Regions from separate parts of the Danio rerio genome. Here region 2 is linked to region 1. The links are chromatin contacts, called in public Hi-C maps. All regions are on one chromosome and are shown on one strand. The core of a region is the stretch at or near the end of the contact, and the rest is flanking DNA. Distances in the headings are between cores, read along the strand shown. Region 1 overlaps LOC141378051 (a long non-coding RNA gene). Region 2 holds the start of chd7 (chromodomain helicase DNA binding protein 7).

Region 1 (5,991 bases), core at 1,050-3,549:
ACAATATGCATTGTGGCGTTAATACGATTTTATTACGTTATGACATTTGTTTTCTCTTATTGGTTGAGGTCTTTGCATGTGAGTTACGTTCCACCTGCTGTCGCACGTAAGTTCAGATTGCTTGAACTAGCAGCAGTAACGTTAGCAGGCCAAGATGAGTGGAGTTGAAATAGATGCCCCACCCTCTTATAAGTCGGATGTCTGGCAACACTTCGGTTTTACAGTCATTGCTTCAGACTCGTCTGCTTTTTGACACGCATACTGGGTCAAACATAACCGAAGTTTTAAAAGCACCTATTCATGAGTAGGGACTTGAAAGGGCTAATCATAGCATTGCTGTCGTTACTGACAACGCACGCAACATGGACGTAGCAGCAATAGAAGTTGGATTGGCACCTCACATTAAGTGTTTTGCTCATACACTAAAGGTGCGTCCGAAACTGCGTACTACTCAGTAGGTACTGCATTTGAATTTAAACGTACTTCTCGCCCGTTAGAAAAGTACATTCTATACCTTATGAATGTGAGTTGTATGAATGGAATTCGGATGTACTACATCCGCCATTCTGTCATGGTCACGTGACCTACCTGCGTCAGTTGTGTTGCTTCACTACCATTAATGAATTCTCTTGCGGGGCATCATGGGATAGCGCAGCGTGCATGGAATGCGCATTTCAGAATCTCGCCGGAAGTAGTGAGTCATCTGCCTACTGCTTGCATACTGATTTTCAAATTCTATGAATTCGGACATACTACTCTGCTCGCATATTGATTTTAGTGTACTATATAGTATGGAAGTATGCAGTTTTGGATGCATCCTTAATCTCACATCGCAAGCAGGTTTAAATGTTCCCTGTGTCGAATGCTTGGTCGAGTAAGAAAAGTAGTGGCAGTGCCACTGCAACAGCTGTACTCGCAACAAAGCAAATGATGCTTGAGATTGCATCATGCAAGCTTATCTTGGATGTTACAACACGATGAAACAGCTCAATAAGATATGCTTGAGCGCTACATCGAGCAACACGCTGGAATAACGGCAACTCTTTTGAGCACAGAGGTACGCAAAAATGCACGTCAACTTGATACACTCGATAACGCGACATCAGTGATGTCAAAGAAATAGTAAACCTGCTTAAACCACTGAAAAAGTCCACGACTGTCCTGTTTGAAGAAAAGACGTTCACCCAGTCACTCATCGTGCCCTTAAAATGAATGGTAGTACAGAGAATGACACGCGATGAGAAGGATTCCACAACTATAACCAACATGAAGACAGATATTCATAAAAACCTCTCAGACAGATACATGGAAGTTCAGGATTATCTTCTAGAAAGTACTGCAGACTACTTGAAAATGTAGAAATTTAGATTTTTTTTTTTTTTTTTGAAAAAAAAAAAACCTGCAAATGAACAAGCAAAGCCTTAAGCTCTACTGTTGTTAAATTCACTTGAATAGAATGCTATTTTTTGCACCTTTACTTCTTTAAGAAGTTGTCTCTTAATTTTGTCTCTGTCATTTCAGTATTATTTTATAAGTTTATAATTGTTTTATTTTCCAGAGACGGGTCTATTCAATTTATTTTCTTAAAGAAGGTTCAGTTTAAATGAAAGAAGTTTAAACAAAAGAATTACATAGATAACTTAGAGATAAATTGGACATAAATTGTTAACTTGGTCATTTTTAAAATAAATCTTTTATTTGCATTTCAGTTTCATTTTCAACTTTTATTCCAAATATTGTGATACATATTGAAGTGTGAACATTATATCGTGATACACATTGTATCATGAGTGGAGTGTATCATTACACCCCTACTCCGATACAAAACAAAACATCACAGTTTTTTTCCATCATATAGTGCGGCCCTACTACCCATCTCCCCCTCATTCTCCAGAGCAGGAATCATTCATTTACATGTGTTATATACCTTACCTGCCCAAACCTCTAGATTACAATGACAAAAGAGACCCCCCGGCCCCCCTATAGAGAGATTAGAAACTTAACTCTGTGAATCCTCCAGCAGTCATTTGGCCTGTGATGGAGGACAATGCAGGAGGTGGTGGGGCTGTAATGTGTGGCACTGTGTCCTGCTGTTCTCCTTTTCGCCATGCTGACTAATGACCTTCCCCCCTCCCCCAGCGCTCACCGCCTCCTCCTCCTCCAGCGCTCCTCCCCCGTGCCCTCTCACGCGATGCCCCATCCCCCCTTGCTCCTCTCTGGGGTGGAGACCATCGGCCTGTGCCGCCGCCACAGAGGCGTCCATCACAGGTCTTTAGATTAGCCACAACGCCGCTCGGGACAAAAGAGCTCCTCCCCCCCTATGCCTCCCTCCCTCCCTCTGCCCCCGTCCTGATGGCTAATGGAGGAGGGGATGCGTCATGGAGAAGAAGTTCACGGCTCTGAACTGATGCCTCCTCAGCAGATCAAGTGTGGATCTGAAGTGTGCCTGTTTCAGAGAAACACTCTTGGATTGACAGGCTGTGAAGACTCACAAGACAAGACCAGACGTACAGTTTAAAAAGCACAGAAATTAAACTGAGTTTGGTTCATGTCACTAAATGTCTTCTTCCCTGTGAGAGAATCCATTTATACAATTATCTCTGTATGCGTTTCTGCTTAAATTCATGAAATATCCATAATCAGTATTGTGTTTGATAAAATCACTAGCTGCTTTCAGAAAGTTTGGTGGGTTTTGGATATGCTTGCAACGATAGTGGATCACCAACACGACTAAAGCACTGCTTTAATATAAAATTACGTTTTACTATGAAAGCTGATCTACTAAGCAGAGGTTAACAAGTGTCCAGCAAACAGTTTAACATGAATCTTTGTTTTAATATTTGTAATTTCTTCTAGTAAATCTAAATGCAGTCAGGTTGTTTTCCCCCCTCCATGGTCAAGAAAAATGTCCAAAAAGTCAGATGAAGTACTCCATTGAGTCCAACAACAGGAAGCACATGGTCAGCCAGATTTATAGTTGTTACTGGAGGGACCTCTGCTGGAAATTAATTGTAGTGCGAGTGTAGATTGAATAGAGAAATTAAGTGTTTGGACTTTATTCATTCATTTTCCTTTGGCTTAGTCTCTTTATTCATCAGCGGTCACCACAGTGGAATGAACCGCCAACTTATCCAGCATATGTTTTACGCAGTGGATACTCTTTCAGCTGCAATCCAGTACTGGAAAACACCCATACACTCTTACATTCACACAGATACACCACGTCCAATTTAGTTTATTCAGTTCACCTATAGCGCATGTCTTTGGACTGTGGCGAAAACCGGAGCACTCCCACGCCAACGCAAAGGACAACTGAACCAGCTGGGACTCAAATCAGCAATCTTCCTGCTGTGAGGCGACTCTTGGACTTTATTTTGTTTTTAAATCAATAAATGTAGGACCGTAGAGGACATTTGAGTGAACTCACTGTCATCTTTAGGATATCAGCTCTGAGCTTTCTTATGCATGCCTGATGTCCAGCTGTGTTCATAAGAGATTTTGTTTCAGACTATTCTCTGTAAACACTAGAGTTGGATGTTTATAGAAGAGCACAGTATCAGCAGTTTCTGAAATACAGAGAATTCATCCCATGGTCAAAGTCACTTAAAACCCCCTTTCTGTCCTATTCTGAAGCTTGCTGTGAACTTCATACATGCCTAAATGATTTGAGCTGCTATCTTGTGATTGGCTGATTCATTATTGGTATTAACAAGCAGGTTTAAGTAATAATGTTATTTTTACTCACCATCATGTCATTCATTCATTTTCTTTTCGGCTTAGTCCCTTTATTAATCAGGGGTCGCCAGAGCGGAACGAACCACCAACTTATCCAGCATATGTTTTACACAGCGGATGCCCTTCTAGATGCAACCCATCACTGGGAAACACCCATACACTCTCATTCACAAACATACACTACGGACAATTTAGTTTACCCAATTAACACATAGCACATGTCTTTGGACTTGTGGCGGAAACCGGAGCACCCGGAGGAAACTCACACGAACATGGAAAACATGCACACTCTACACAGAAATGCCAACGGACCGAGGCGAGACTCAAACCAGCAACCTTTCTGCTGTTAGGGGATCATGCTACCCACTGCACCACCGTGACGCCTTCACCCTCGTGTCATTTAAACCATATGACATTCTTGGTTCATATATATTTCAGAAAGGAGTCGTTTTGTCTATGAAATGTCTAAATTTGTGATTCTTTTGATTTATTTGGAATTATATCAGTACTGTTTAGATCATCTCCCTGCCATTTTAATCGTTTCTGGCAGATCTAACTGACAGTGTTGTTATTAGCTATTGTCAGTTGACATTTTGGTGGTGGGACAAATCCTTGACTGACATTTTGCACATAACCTTCATTGTTGAATTGCAAATGAACATTATCTATTAAATCAATATTCAGAAGTGGAAAAAATGTAAAGCAGCCACACACACACACACGCACACACGCACGCACACACGCACGCACGCACACACACACACACACACACACACACACACACAGACAGCCAATGCCAACAGAATTCAGCATCAATTCAGTTTAGACTACAGTAAATAATTATATACACCACTGTATATGCTACTATGTCGGAAACACAATCTCAGAAAAAGTTCTGCCAGTATAGAAAATGCAAAAAAAATAATAATTAAGAAAGAAAGAAGTGATTTCTAAATTTACTTTGACTTGTATTTCATTGCAGACAATATAACAAACGTTATTTATTGTGTTCCTCGTGATGTTTATAGTTTTTGTTGTTTTCAAAATAAACACGTATTCCAGGTTTTGGATCCTGCAACACTTTTCAAAAAAGTTGTAACAGTAAAGCATTCACCATTTTGTAATGTTGCCATTCCTTTTCACAACACTTTTAGGGACTGAAGACAGCAAATGATGAACAGTAACAGTACAGAGTCATCGTTGTCGCACTTTGCACTTCAAAAAGCTCCACACATTCTCTATTGGAGACAGGTCGGAATTGCAGACAGGCCAGTGAAGTACATTTTCCTCTATAGCCAAGACTTTGTAATGTGTGCAAAATGTGGATTTGCATTGTCTTGTTGAAATATGCATGGGCTTTTCTGGAAAAGAAGGCAGTAGGGCTGTGTGATTTGGGGAAAATATCTAATTGCGTTTTTTTTTTTCTTTTAACAGGTATTGCAATTTGATTTGCGATGCAATTTTGTAGTCAAGCTTTAGCTCAATAATTTGTAAAATGTAGCAACAATTCTGTGACCACTCTTAAAAATGACCTGTTTTTGTTTGGTGTCTGTGACTAATAAACCAAAATAATCCCAAATTACTAATGCTGTTTTTCTTTGATAGTAATTTGTCTATTAATGCTTTTGAAGCAGCAGATGCCATTATCCCACTTGTCCACACTTTCCTGATTGTTTTCTTTTTTTTCCGCATAGTTCATGTGTGCAATTCAGATTGGGCAGAACAAAAGTGTGCTCACTCAATGGGCTAATGGTTGGGGGAAATTAAAAAACACATATATTTCATATCACAGCCTCTTGCTATTAACTAATTGCAATGTTTCCTATTGCGATTGCGATTCGAGTAATCGCACAGCCCTAGAAGACAGCATATTGTGCTCCAAAATTTCTTTGTACTTTTCAGTATTGATGGTGCCATCACAGAAGTTGCTTTTTCCAAAGGGACTGACACAATCCATACCTCAACAGATGCTCATTTATTATAAAAATCCAGAGGAACACATTAAATAATGTTTGTTCTATTGTCTGCAATAAAATACAAGACAAAGTACATTTAGAAATCACTACTTTACTTTTTTATTTCCGTTTTCCATAATGTCTCACCTTTTTCTAATTTAGGGTTGTATACCAAAGTGTGGCAATTTTTCCTTGTTCCTTGTTAAAACTCCAAAAGTTATGTTGTCGCTCAGCTCACTGATACTATCCCCTTGCAGACGGACAGTTCATCATCCTCATAATATTCATTATTTCATAGTTC
Region 2 (6,509 bases), core at 3,608-6,107, 74 kb before region 1:
TTTGTATACATTTCTTTCCTTATTTATTCAGTTTGGAGACACTAGCGGCATTGAAAATGTGCACATACGTATGTTGTTTATATGTTCTGTTGCACTAGTGGTTAACAAATAAATTTTTAACCTGTACCTCTTGTGGAAGATTGAAGCCAGAGTTAATTCTCTTTTTATGGATATTACTAGTTACATGGCTACTAGATCTAAAACAATCCCACTAGGGTTGTCGCGATACTATTAATTCTTGTTACGATACTATACCAGCTGAAGTATCATGATACCAAGTAGTATTGCGTTACTGTAATTCATAACTCTAATTATAAAGGTAATTGTCAGAAATACTATATTTATATGTTGTGATAGGCCTACTTAAAGTTGGTTCATAATTCCTTTATTATTGAAAAAAAGTATTATTTGCATTTAACTTCACCTAAAATGTATTCCTTTTTTTTGGTAACACTTAATTTTGATGGTCCATTTGAGTATTAGTAGACTGCCTGCTCAATATCTGCTGATACTGCTCCTTCAACAGACATTTACCTGACCATAAGAAACTTTGCAAGTATGTCAACTTGCACTAACCCTAACCATAACGGTCTACTTATAATCGATTGAGAATTAGTTGGCATGTAGATGCAATGTAAATTAAATTGAACAAACTGACCAAGTTATTTTTTTAGATAACTGACAAACAAATACATTTAGAATAAAGATACAAATTATACCAAATGAAATTAGTTACAAAAAGATCATTTTTACAACACTACTAGGCTATATGAAATGGTCAAAAATAGTTTCAAAATTTCCTGTTGCTATTTTGGATTTTTTCCATCCTTTTTTTTTTTTTTTGGTCTGTCTTATTAGATGACGAGTCATTGAAAAATTCACTTTGCGAGTGGTTTCTTTTTAAGAGATTGTCTCGTTTGTTGTAGCTACTAAATCATATTGAAAGGAACAGAAATGAACCGATTCAGATATGTGTTCGAAACATCACAAAACAATCAACCTTAAAGGGTTCCAGACACCATTAAAACAAAGTGGTCCATTGTTGCACGAACATGTGAGCATTTTAGTGACTTTTCCACATGCAGCAATATCTATTGTAAATTGACAGATAATGGCGATACTACCGTTAACAAACTACTGCTGCACCCCAGTATTTTGGAGCCTTAGTATCGCGATACTACCATAGTACCGGTAAACAGTGCAACCCTAAATCCCACTATAAAAGCACTCTACATTACATTAATTAAAAACATTTAATTTTAGACAAAATTACTTTAATACAGCTTTCATTTTATGGTAAACATCTGCTACTCGTATGTCAGACACTTTAATTATTTACATCTTCGAAGTAGGTTAACAAATTAGGCCTCACATTAGATGGTTGATACCCTTTGTACTCTGGTGACGTTTTCTCACAGCAGCCACATTGTGCATCCTTAAATCTATGCAAATTTTCATGTAATATCCAATGGAGTGTAGCTGATATTATTGTACTGGTTTGCATGTGATGCAGGCATTGTAACAGTTGATTAAAATGTTTGGGACTGTAATAGTGGTGACCGTTTTGACAGCGATATTAATGTACAACTGAAAAGAGAGGTAGCAGAAGGATCATGGACGCAGATGTTCTCCAGAGGAGAAGCTCCACACAAGCCCTCCGGCCCTTCAGTTTCTCTCCATTGGCTGCTGGCCAAGACATAAATTCCTCACTTCTTGTAAGTTACAGCCGGTTTGATGGAGGTGAGGCCACTGCAGCTATTTTATTGCGGTAGTTGGAAAAGTAAAAAAAAAATCAGTTAAGGCACACGGTCCAAACCGCATCAGCTGATACAGATCCTGGCCAGGAACCTGAAGACTCGCATGTGAGCTCACCCCAGATCACTATAAATCAGATTTGGCGCAACGTGGAGTTTCCTGAGAATGTTACAAAAGCACAACCTCGCTACGACGTGCCGGTTTTGATCGCGAGCCCGCTTAAGGGAAAAGTTGGCTCGGTGGTTGCCTTTTGTGTGATGAATGAAAGTGCCACCAGCTTGGGTGTGCGTGCGTGTGTTTTTAAAGCTCTGGCAGGTTTCCCTGTGTAGCTGCTGGAATAACACTCCAGAGGTTCTCCCGCCTCAGCGCTGACAAAAGCAGCCCACTAATTCAGGCCTACAGGGGCTGGTATTTTCTGCTTAATACAGCGTTATGTGACAGTACAGAATCACCATGCTTTCACACGAGCTCTTTTTACTTTTGTGAGGTCTTGTCTTCTGAAATGGAGCAGAGTGTTGAAGTGTGATTTTTATTTGTGTGCGCAGGCTAACGGCATTAAGATTGGACCCCAGCATGCTGCCACCAACTCCACGATGGGCGGCAGTCAGGGAGGACAGCAAGCCGGAGGGGGCTGTTGCTGAGCTCTGGCCTTTACCCTCCAGTCTCCTCCACGTCTCCCTCCGCCCCTTACGTTTCTACTGGACTGGTCGGGCTCACTAACATTTTCTTAACCTCCCACAGCCCAGGCCCCGGATTCAGATCATATATTAGATGGCTGTCCAAAAACAAAAACGACAAAAAAAAAAAAACAAGTATATTTATAAAGTCCAGGTCCTCTTCAAACCTCCTGACAAACTCCTGAAGCCTGTTTGGGCTGCAGCAGACATTATATGGTTACTAGTAAGGAAAAAGGCAGGAGCTTTGGAGTTAATATGGTAAATCTATTCATGTTTGTTTTTTGTTTTTTTTCAGCAAGTTGTTTGTTTTGTTTGTTTTTGTTTTTTGCCCGTTTGAACTGTATTAAACACTACAAAGTCATCTATAGTATTTTAATCAGTTGATGTGGGTGATCTCAATGAAAACTGTGGTAAACCCTGAAGTCAAAATAAAAAGGATCGTAGAGCTGGTCTAAAAAAATCTAATAAAAAAGGAACGGGTGTTATCAAAGTGAAGAAAAAGAAGCAGGACTGTTTTAAATCTGTATTTATCATTCACATTCTGTATATATAGTTATCATTTCTTGCTTTGGTGTACGTTGACCGAGCTAGAATTCTGTAATGAATTTGCTTAAATTCTATACTGTATGAATAGAGCTTGAAAAACTGCAACAGTATTGCGATATTTCCAAAAACCTGCTTTGACACCATTTTAAGGTAATCTTTTACTTCATTTGTTTTAGTTTGGTCCTGCCATCTGCCTTGACCCCTCGTATTCGTGCCCCCTCCGAACCTCCTCTCTGTATAGAAACTATGGCTCTATATACCTATTTTAATGCCAAATTTGTGTTTACCTGTGTTCTAAAAATCATGGCTCCAGTTATGGATCACCTCTCCAGAACTAGATCTGCTGTTTGCCTTAAAAGGATTTTGGGACGTCAACAGAAATAACATATTCATGTTCCGCAGGATCATTTCAGTGATTGACGTGCAATCGCATATTGCATATGATAACGCTAGACTCACTTATCCATTAGACAGACACTCACGCATACATACCTATGCCTATACATCCATACAAGTCGTCACGTATGCATGCATCTGTATGCATATAAAGAGTTTTGTTTTTCTTTCCTGTCTTTAAAGTTCATTTTTTCTCCAATTCAGTCCGCAGTGTAACGTCAGTGCAGATCCACATTAATTTAGGTGTCTGAGTGATTGTGTAAAGACTTGCTTTCTCTTGGCACTATGTTGTTAATAAATAAATATATGGTGAACATCTTGTCTGTTGTGAAAGGGGTGTGATAAAGCCAAACCTGGAGTAACTTTGTGACCCTCAACTTTATTTGCTGTGTTCTCAAAATTAAATGCTATCACGAAAAAAATATAATAAAACCTTCTAAACTCAGCGTGTTTTTGCTTGCTTATGTATGTGTGGGAGTTCATTTATTATGAAGATGACATTCATTCATCATTTATTTTAACTTAATTTATTTTACAGCAATTTGTTTTAGACGCGTTGATTTTTAGATGACAATAAAAATACCTGGAACTTAGCTGTAAGTCAATATTAGATGGAATATCGCTGATTAAATCATAAATTAAATTATTATTTTAACCAATGATCATTGTCTGAACTTTCTGAAAGAACTTTCTTTCATAGCTGTCTGGAACAACTAAAAGCATTTAACTTAATACTAATTATATTTTTTACCAAAAATAAATATTCATAGTTGTTTAGAAAATGGCGTTACAGTTAAATAATCTTACAAACACAACTCCGCAACGTGTTACATTTAATGTCAAAACATGTAATGGCGCCAAAGAAATGCTCAGTTTATTACGGTCTGCAGGCATTTAGATCAAGGACAGGCCTGAACATCCGGGCTACAGGCGCCAACAGGGATTGGTTGCTTTACGCTTCAGGTAAATTCACCTTGTTTACGTATGGCTTTGATGCCATTGTTTATCAACGGTATAGTTATTTGAGCTGTAGAGTAATGAATGTAAATGTAGTAAGTTAATCAGATTCAAGAAAGCAATTTCATCATGCTGTACCTAAATCTTTTTAAAATGTGAAACACATTCACTCACTACATTGCAGTAAAACACACTTTTTCGTGTTTTAACAATACATAAAGATATTTACATGACTTCTTAAGTCAGCAAACAAACATTCCCCTGAACCTACAACATTTCAGCAAGTGTGTATATACACAATGTTTATTTTCCTTGAAAATTCTTAAATATAATATAACGAAGTCTCAAAACAACATTTATAGAAGAAGCCCATTCATAAAAGTTTATCCGAGACAATTATTTTCAAATAAATGCTTATAAAGACCTGTAAAATAAAAGAAAAGGCACTTGCGTCACAGCCCGGCGAGGTCACTCACGCGCACGCATGTTTATCCAGTAAGAGTCATGCACGCGCCCCCTGCCTGTGGAAGGTGAGCGAGCGCGAGTGTCTAGAGGAGAGGACACGAGAACGCGACTGCCCGGATCGATCGGATTAAACTCGAATTGAGTGAAATTAACACAAAGGAGAGAAGCAGAGTCAGCGAGGACGGGACGCTGAGACGCCGACTTCATCGGCACTATTTGAATTTCGACAGTTATTCGCGTATTTAAACGGATTTTCTGGATATACGAAGAGGAGTTAATTGGCGAAAACCCTAAACTGACCCGCGTTGAGTTGGGTAAGCATTTGCCTTTCTTTCTAACGATACGACACGAATCCACAAACTTTATCAATCGCACACAAACTTATTAGATAGTCCCAGGCGTTTGTTGCGTTTTTGTACAATTATACATGTGCTTTCATTGTGAGAAAACTGTTTTTGAGTGCCATTTAACTTGTTTTCAGCCATGGTGGTGCTCGCGGTGAAAACGGTGTTTTAAAACGGCAAAAAAGTTATTTCAATTAAATGTTTCGCTGGAAGAACACACACCACACGTTGGCTTTTTCGTTTCTTGGCATTTTAACTTCTCGAAGAATCTCAAACTAGCTCGAGCACATGCTAACATTAGCTCATTTAGCTCACGCGCACTGCATTGTATAGAGCCGCACGGATCCCTATAGGAGTGGAAGCGATAAATATTTGAGATAAATTGGATACAAGGACTTTTTCCTTTCAAGTTGTAAGACAACATTTGTACACTTCATATTATAACGTTAATGGGTAAAACTATTTTTTTCAAAAGCGTATAAAGTAAGCGTTCGTTAGCTAGCTAATTGTTGAGACACGAGGTGGTTTGAACGTAACGTTAGAGGTGAGTCATTGGCCGAGCTGAATGAGGGAGATCCCCGACCCCTTCTATCAACAATTACACTTATTAAATAGTTTTCAAGCGCACAAAACTGCAAGTAAGAATCACGCCAAAGTTGCTGTAATTGTGTTTTTCCTTTTATCGCTCGATGATGCTCGAAATAGCGTGTGGAAACAGCAAAGCGTGTCGGAAAGTGCGCTTGTCCGAAGGACAATATAGATACCATGGAAGGTTGCTTGAGGCCAGATGGTCAACCCCTCGTTTTCTTTTTTTTATCCGTTTATGAAAGTCAAAACTTCAACATACTTTGATAAACACACTTCACGTGTGCTGCTTGTGCTCTGGATTCGGCAATCTGTGTTATTTTGATCGAGTGCTCGGCTGGGAGAAGTGCGTTCAGAGGCAGGCGTGCGCTGGGGTAATTAGCTGCTTGGAAGTGGCCGATCTGCTAAGAGACGGACAGCGTCGACTTCATTGTCTCACAACAAGCTAACTAGCTAGCTGGACACAACTCATCACACGTTTCTTTTGTCCCTTTGGCCCCTCAACAGGTAGACGGTTTAAAGGGAGGGGGATCGGGAACTGGGGGAAAACGCACCTGGTTTATTATTGGACATGTTTACTTGTTTTGAAAAGTTTACATTTTGTTTTCTATCAAGTTAAAATTGCCTTTATTAGCTAATCTGCGTAATAAATACGCGCAGAAAACTTAAAAAGCACCTGTTTAATTTACAGCGTTTAAAAGTCACGAAGAGTGGAAAAAAATTTACTTTTACTCCAATATAGGGTTTGATACGAGTTTTAACACGCGTGCGTGTTTTGTTGTTA

What was found. Hi-C and Micro-C count contacts between places; a contact is called where the count stands out from the background.
Region 2: a Hi-C map of hematopoietic stem cells shows a contact between it and region 1, with 4 times the contacts expected there. The contact joins the promoter of chd7 here to the enhancer-like site in region 1. A contact is called at or near these places in 8 of 18 Hi-C or Micro-C datasets (caudal fin, embryo, fibroblasts and 3 more) and 1 of 4 datasets of contacts at active chromatin or transcription factors (caudal fin).

The regions. Positions count from the first base shown.
Region 1 is chr2:24,972,654-24,978,644 of GRCz12tu, reverse strand. The region is part of intron 1 of LOC141378051 (a long non-coding RNA gene); the gene reads left to right. Among named protein-coding and RNA genes, the nearest start is that of trnak-cuu, 4.0 kb to the right of the region's middle. Within about 2 kb of position 2,299, at least 43 of the 62 cell types and tissues checked have an H3K27ac peak or open chromatin away from gene starts, as enhancers often do. A contact at or near this core is called in hematopoietic stem cells and skeletal muscle, where this site is marked.
Region 2 is chr2:25,048,439-25,054,947 of GRCz12tu, reverse strand. It overlaps chd7 (chromodomain helicase DNA binding protein 7), which reads left to right and starts at 4,857. Exons shown (of 38, transcript XM_692864.9): 1 at 4,857-5,110. rab2a (RAB2A, member RAS oncogene family) reads left to right here. Exons shown (of 8, transcript NM_201454.2): 8 at 2,301-3,819. The coding sequence ends at 2,396.